Regions from separate parts of the Mus musculus genome. Here region 2 is linked to region 1. A link is a contact called in public HiChIP or PLAC-seq data. All regions are on one chromosome and are shown on one strand. Each heading gives the region's core, a stretch centred on a gene start, on an enhancer-like site or on the middle of the called end of the contact. The rest is flanking DNA. Distances are from core to core; before and after follow the strand shown.

Region 1 (3,432 bases), core at 460-2,959:
TTTCGCTTATCAATATACACAATATAAACAACTCCTTAAAACCATTATTTATCAGTCATAACTGCTTGAGTGTTTCCTGGTAAGACCACCAGCAAAGCAATAAAAAAGAGCAATTTCCCTGCTTTTGTAATCAGTAGTGGAAAAGCAGCAATATAAAACTAGACAGCATTAGAGTTAAAAATAGACACATACATACCTGAATAAATGAAAGAGCTCTCTACAGGAATAGACTAGCGCTGTTTCTGTAACCCATTGGAAGCCAAATAGTTCTACTGTATCCTCTTCAAAATTAGTTGGTAATGGATCAAGATTTAAAATTAACCTGTAATGAAAACAATGACTTAAATCATTTGAATCCAGACTATACATGCCATGATGACGCGCACAAACACATATGTATATGTGTATGTGTGTGTGTGTTGGGGGGGGGGGGGAGGGGTTACTTGACACCTTATGTTGTGTCCAAAAGGAAAATCTAAATGGAGTCCAAGCAATATACAAAGTGGTCTGAGGTCACAGTAATTTATCTTTGAACAAGAAAATGGGTTTTCAGAACACCAAATATTCCGAATTAGGAAGAATGACATCATATAGATACCTAATGTGGTTTAAGGTTATTAACAAATTATTAACAAGGTATAATCATACAATCAACAAAAAATGGTTTTCTTTAATGAAGTTTCCTCAAAGGGCATTACCTAAATAATTCAAGAACAGCAATTTTATTGTAATATTCATTCGACTAATGTGTCTATGAATTCTGTATGCCGATGCTTTGGATGGAAAGAACCCGTGCAACAAAAACTATCAGGTTCTACTTATAAACTACTGAAAACTTATAGATAACTATTACCCCTTAAAAGGAAATACAAGTTCCAAGAGACTAGGCTGCTCTGAAACCAGTCTAAGTAAATTAAATATCCAGCTACCCACTCCTAAGAGATTATCAATTATCCAGAAAGTTCTTCTATATACTAAGCGTATGTAAAACGAGGCTTGCTGAGCACCTACGTTAGACATTGGTGATAATCAACATTGCTGGGGGTGGGGACCTTCAATTCGGTTTTTTGTTGTTTGTTTGTTTTTTAACCTACCGCTTAAGGGCGCCACTGGCAAGGTAGGACTCTCCAGAGAATTTTCCTTCTCTGTTGTCAAAAGCGCAAGAAAAGCAGGGGGGTTTGCACCACTCTGTCCCCAGCTCCAGCTCTAAGCTGTCAGTCAAGAAGGTCGACGCTGCTGAACAGCCATCCATTATTTACATCCTGCTCTGCAATGCCACCGCGGTTCCGGGCAGTTACGTTCGGGCTCCGAAGACAAGCTGCAAGAGGCTGAAAGTACGGTAAGGAGCTACCTCGGAGATCCAAAATGTGCCCTCAGCACCCGGGGAAACCAACGTGAAAGCAGAGAAGCTGAAGGCAACAGGTCCAGAATCCTCCGGGCGTCCCGCAGGCGCCGGAGCCGCCAAGCCTTCCAACGCCGCCCTCGCTCCCTCCGGGCTGCCGTGGGTTTTGAGGCCCTCGCGCACCTCCTCAGGCTGGTTTCCCCGCACGGCCCGGATGGAGCACGCAGCCCCGCCGCCTCCCTCCGTCTCCCTCAGTCCCAGCGCGGCGTTCGGGGCGGGCGAGCGCGCGGGAAAACCGCAGGCCCCCGCAAACCTAGAACGCGGAACGCAGCGCCGGGCAGAGGAAACCGGAAGCAGGCGAAATTCCCGCCACGGCGTGCCCCGCCTCCGGCGCCGCCCTCTCGCGAGTCCTCACTGGCGCGGACCGAGATCTCGCGAGAGCCCGTCGGCCCGGACAAGTCCAGGGATTCGCTCTTCACGGTTCTCCGTACCGTTGAGAGTTTGCGAGGTGGCCAGCTCTCCGCTGAAGCCTGGAAGTAGGGTCTGCGAACGGCGGGGATCAGCTTCAGGCCGGGCTCTGGAGAGCCCCGCGCCTGCCTCGGCCTCCCGCAGCCCGGCCACCCTCTTCCTGCCCTGGGGCCCACCCCGGCTTTCCTGTGTTGGATGCCTTCTGCTCTGCAGCAGTGACCCAGAACACAAGGGACACATTGACTAAGTTAGATGGCTTTTTTTCCTCAGACATAACAACTTTTGCTCCCTTTGCAATACATTGTAACTCTGGACAAGAGTTACAATTTTGTAAAAATATTTTCCGATCCATTTTCCTTATTAAAGTGTTCTTTAAAGTTGACTCGAATATTACTGTCTTGAGATGGGGGTGGGGGGCATGGGGATTCAAATGCCTGCTGCATTTAAATATATTGCTTTACTTGCGGGCATCCACTTCATAGGGAACCTACCCTAACTCTTAGATGTTAAAATCAACGTATTTTCAAATGACATGTGGGATGAAGCGGAAGAAAAAAAAAATTCCCACTGCAGTGTAGGGCTACTATAGTACATGTATTTGTGCAGCCCAGTTGAGGTACTCTGAGACCTGATGCTTTTTTTTGTTGACTGCTGATGATAGCTGGTGATGAGTATTGTATCATGAAGGTCTCTTCCACAGTGATGTCAAGAGTATGTTTTCTGAATATGAGAATACCTAGTGTTGGCACTGCAATTAGGACAACATACCATACGGCCATTTTTCTTCCTCCCATCAACATTCCAGTACACTCTTGTCTGTTGTGTTTGTTTAAATACCTGATGTTGATTATGTGAGCTCAACTTATGTGAATCATGGAGTGGGAAGAACTAAAGAAATGACAGAGGCCAATTAAGGTGATACTTAATGAAATGGTCACTTACAAAGGTGTGTCCATGGTTACTGGATCCCAAAATGGGATGACTAGGCACCCACAGCTAATAGAGACAATTATCATTCTTGAGCAGAAAAGTAAGGATCAACACGGATTACTAGAGAGGAGTGAGACCTGTGCCTGTAGGATGCAGTCACCTAACTTATCGTCACACAACAGTGGTTGCCTTCACAGACAAACACAACTGTCCCACCACAGACAAGTGGGGGAAACACTGAAAGGAGTAAACCACATCCCATGTTTCACTCCTGTCGGCCAAAACAAACCAAAGCGCAAAGCAAGGGTGTAGCCTATCAAGTGTATGTAGTCCAGGTTAGAAATGAAAAGAACTAAAGAGAAGTTAGAGACTCTTCTTTGAATCAGACAAAATTGTAATTATTTTTATCTTAATTTTGACAAGATATAGAAATGTTAAGAACTTAAGTATAAGCTTCCATAGATAGAAATAGCTATTATATATTTATTAATATAACATAATACTGTTACAACAGAAATATTCAAATAATATTGTTTTGTAAAGATGAAATGCTGGTATTTTGTCCAGCTGCCCCCAATTTCCTAGTCTTCTTGTCTTAACCTCTCAAGTAGCTTAGACTACAAGCATTCATCACCACATCCACCTAACAATCTTAATTAGAAAATTGAAATGTCTCTGCAATTGATAATAAT
Region 2 (3,432 bases), core at 614-3,113, 60 kb before region 1:
CCTAGCACGTGCAGTTATCAGTATTTACTATCTACTCCTATCTAGGAAGTGTCCTCTCAGACGGGAAGGGACATAAATAGAGCTTGGCCATAGATCCTAAATAAAAGTTTATCATTCTGGCCTTCCTAAACATTTTAAACTACAGTTGAGTCTCTCAACTACAATGCTTGGGACCTGTGTGAAAACATCAATCTTGCTAGCTCCTATGAGTTTCAGGCACAGTACAAAGGTAACGAGTCTATACTCTGAGGCACGTGCCTCTGTTTAACTACAATCTGTCAGATGAGTTAGATGTGAAATCTTTCACTTTAAGGCATCGTATCAGTGATCAAAAAGTTTTGAATATTGTTGTATTTTGGATTTTTTTTTGGTAGGGATGGCCAACTTATAGCATAAATTTCACACTCACAGCTTACCCGGTACTTACTGCTACAGATTCAGGGAAAAGTGCTCATGTGGCAACTTCTGTACCCACCTATCTGAGAACATACACCTCTAAAGGTAGCTCTGCAAGAGGCGCTGGGGAGACCTCCCAGTCAGTAAAGTGTCTGTTGTGCAAACATGAAGACCTGCGTTCCATTATTTACATCCACATAAAAGAGCCAGGCATAGTGGCATGCATTTAAAATGCCAGCGCTGAGAGTGTGGAGACAGGAGGACCCCTGTCTTGACAAACTAGTGTGCCTAATCAGCAAGCCCCAGGCTCCAGGGAGAGACCTTGTCTAAAGAGTCAAAGTGACTGAGTCCTCAGGAACCATGCCGGAAGGTGGCATCACTTTTCCACGTCTCCACACCCATGGGTACACACATACAACAATGAATGACTCATCTGTGTCACTGAGGCCTTGCTAGGATTGCTGCGTGAAGCTTTTAAACACCACTTTAAGATCAGGGGAAGGATCCAATGCATATAATCTTCAATGCCTTTGGGCTCCTTATCAACTACAGTAGCCTTAACTAACCTGATTAATTCAGTGTTACTTTCTAAACTCTTCTAATGTAGTTTCATTAGATTCTTCAAGGTAAATATTACTTGTTTAGTAATTAAAAAAAAACTCCAAAGATTGAATAACTTGATGAGTAAAAATGGAAATTGAGTTATTTACTAAAGTTGCCTTTACAGTTCCCCCAAACCACCAACTTCTTATATATTACAGAAATTTACTATTAACCAAGATATACCACTAGATAAAAACGATCACTCATTCATAAGTTTTATTTTCCACAATGAAAGCTTCTAGCCTGGTAGGTAATACAAAAAATAAAATATTCCATGTAAAATGGATATAAAGTAAAAACTTTTATTTAGAAATAAGCTACCTCATATTCCATTTACAAAGCCATGTGTTATATATCACTACTAGAAGACTTAAGTACTTAACTTTCAATGCCTAGCAAGATCTCTTAAACTGTTTTTCTTATCTTGTTCTTTAAAATTCAAAACTAAAAAAAAAAAAAAAAAAAAAAAAAAAAAAAAAATCCCACTTGACTAAAAACGCAAAACAGGAAGGCTGTCCCTTCTAGGGTTAACAGATGCTTTTTGTAAGATTTTAGGTAAGATTAACCTTTTGCTCATAATAGGAATGGTTATTGGTTTTATTTTTTTTTCACTGTCTTTAACTCAGGTAAAAATCAATATAGAGCGAGACAAAGGGCTCTAGAGGGTCTGGCAATACCAGCTTTTGGTTTGGCTCCTGCACAATTCTACAGCATGCTGAGGCTGGGAAGGATTAGCCTGCTTGTGTTGAGTAAACCGATGATACTCAATAAACAGTTTCTGTTGTAAACCCCTTAGGACGTGCAAAGCCACACTAGTTGGCAATAGACCAGATAAGCGGCAGAACCAGCTGTAATCTCATTTAGACCTGAGCTGATCCTCCTGTCCTTTCATTCCACAGGATCAAAGCAAACCACTGAGGAGGCAGCTGTATTACAGCAGCCCAGCTTGCCGGATGAGGCAAACATTTCATAAATTCCACTCCTTCAAGCAAGTCTCTACTAATCTACCCAGAGCTGGGACAATCAATGAATTTCTGAATTCATTAGACTGGTCATTATAGGATAACCACTTTCTCTTTGGAAAAAAACTGTACATCAACTTTACACAAAGGCTGCTACTTTGAACATCTGGGGGTTTTTTGTTTTTGTTTTCCCCTGGAAATGCCTAAATGTATATCCATAATATAAAAACACAAATGGTTTAAAATTCCTTATGATGGTAAATTTCTCTATATAATATAGGCGAATATCACTCAAATATGCCAAAATCATAGGAGCACCTCCTTTCTTAAGGACACGGGAATATGATAAAACCTACTGACACTAATCCAAACTCATGTTCAGAAAAAGTTTTAGGAAAAGTTTTTGCAGTCTATTAAAGATTATCATAAAATTCTTTAACTATTACATTAAACAAAACACAATTTTAATGTATTCATAATAATTGAAGTGTTAAATGTCTCAAATTATCCAAGTGTTTTGTTACTCCTACCCCTTTCAATGGGACTGACACTTTAATATTGGATATGACTAAGAATTTTTTTCTTAAAAAAACGTAAATTTCAAGCTATGACCTTTAAGGAGCACTCACCAATTTCAAACACAAGAGAATAGTAACTGGATGTACAAGGGGTAGTAAAGGGACAGATGTCAGACGTGTCACAAATCACTCTGTAAACACTAAAGAGCACTCTACTCTGCTAGGCTAGGAACAGCAGCACTGTACGAGAACCAAGTGCTGAACTCAATGCCTCAGAAAGCTGCACAAGACCCAGTGAGGGAGCTGCAAAACCTGAGGGTTGGGGGAGCACTTATGTTCTGAGTACCACATCTTACTTTAGATGTCACTGAAAACATTTAAATATTCTTAAGCTCAAAATGAATAGGCCATGGTCTAGATTTGGCTAGCAGCAACTTTGCCTGCTCCTTCTAGTAAGAACTACTCATTTACAGAAGACAGAAACCTTGATCATTTTAGGTTCAGGTTCCCATGTTCTGTTTTATTGTTTCTCTATAGACTCAGAGTACTTGTTCTGCTTCTACAGCAAATGGTGTAGTGACAAGGTTTCTATAAGAAAATGGAATGAGGATTCTTAGTTCTGAAAACCATAGACAAGAATGCTTGGTACACATCAGTGTAGACAACACTCCAAAGTTATTATGCATTTTCTGATCCTTCTAACACCAACAAGCCTTAATTTATTTGGCCAACTTCTTTCCTCCATTCTTCAGATGTACAAAAGTACCATTTAACATGATCACACAATAACAGTAAAAGTGAAAAATATCAAACCTTAACTCTTCTAATATTTGCAAAATCCAGACCCTTGTAGTAATAACACGATAGGAAACTGCAAAACTGTGTAATTATACTTTAATTGTATTGTGAGGCATGCATTAATCACAAAGTTTAAGTACTAAGCATAGAATTAT

What was found. HiChIP or PLAC-seq counts read pairs in DNA pulled down with a chosen protein or histone mark.
Region 2: an H3K4me3 HiChIP or PLAC-seq map of the SCID.adh cell line shows a contact between it and region 1, with 15 read pairs. The contact joins the enhancer-like site here to the promoter of Mms22l in region 1. A contact is called at or near these places in 3 of 39 promoter capture datasets (the 3T3-L1 cell line, the C10 cell line and embryonic stem cells), 2 of 484 Hi-C or Micro-C datasets (embryonic stem cells and short-term hematopoietic stem cells), 9 of 115 datasets of contacts at active chromatin or transcription factors (CD8 T cells, the SCID.adh cell line, bone marrow-derived macrophages and 2 more) and 3 of 9 other capture datasets (adipose tissue, liver and pancreatic islet).

What each region holds. Positions count from the first base shown.
Region 1 is chr4:24,494,728-24,498,159 of GRCm38.p6, reverse strand. It overlaps Mms22l (MMS22-like, DNA repair protein), which reads right to left and starts at 1,709. Exons shown (of 24, transcript NM_199467.3): 1 at 1,095-1,709; 2 at 197-322. The coding sequence starts at 1,252.
Region 2 is chr4:24,554,707-24,558,138 of GRCm38.p6, reverse strand. All of the region lies in intron 13 of Mms22l (MMS22-like, DNA repair protein), which reads right to left. Among named protein-coding and RNA genes, the nearest start is that of Mms22l, 60 kb to the right of the region's middle. Within about 2 kb of position 1,863, at least 30 of the 459 cell types and tissues checked have an H3K27ac peak or open chromatin away from gene starts, as enhancers often do. A contact at or near this core is called in the SCID.adh cell line, where this site is marked.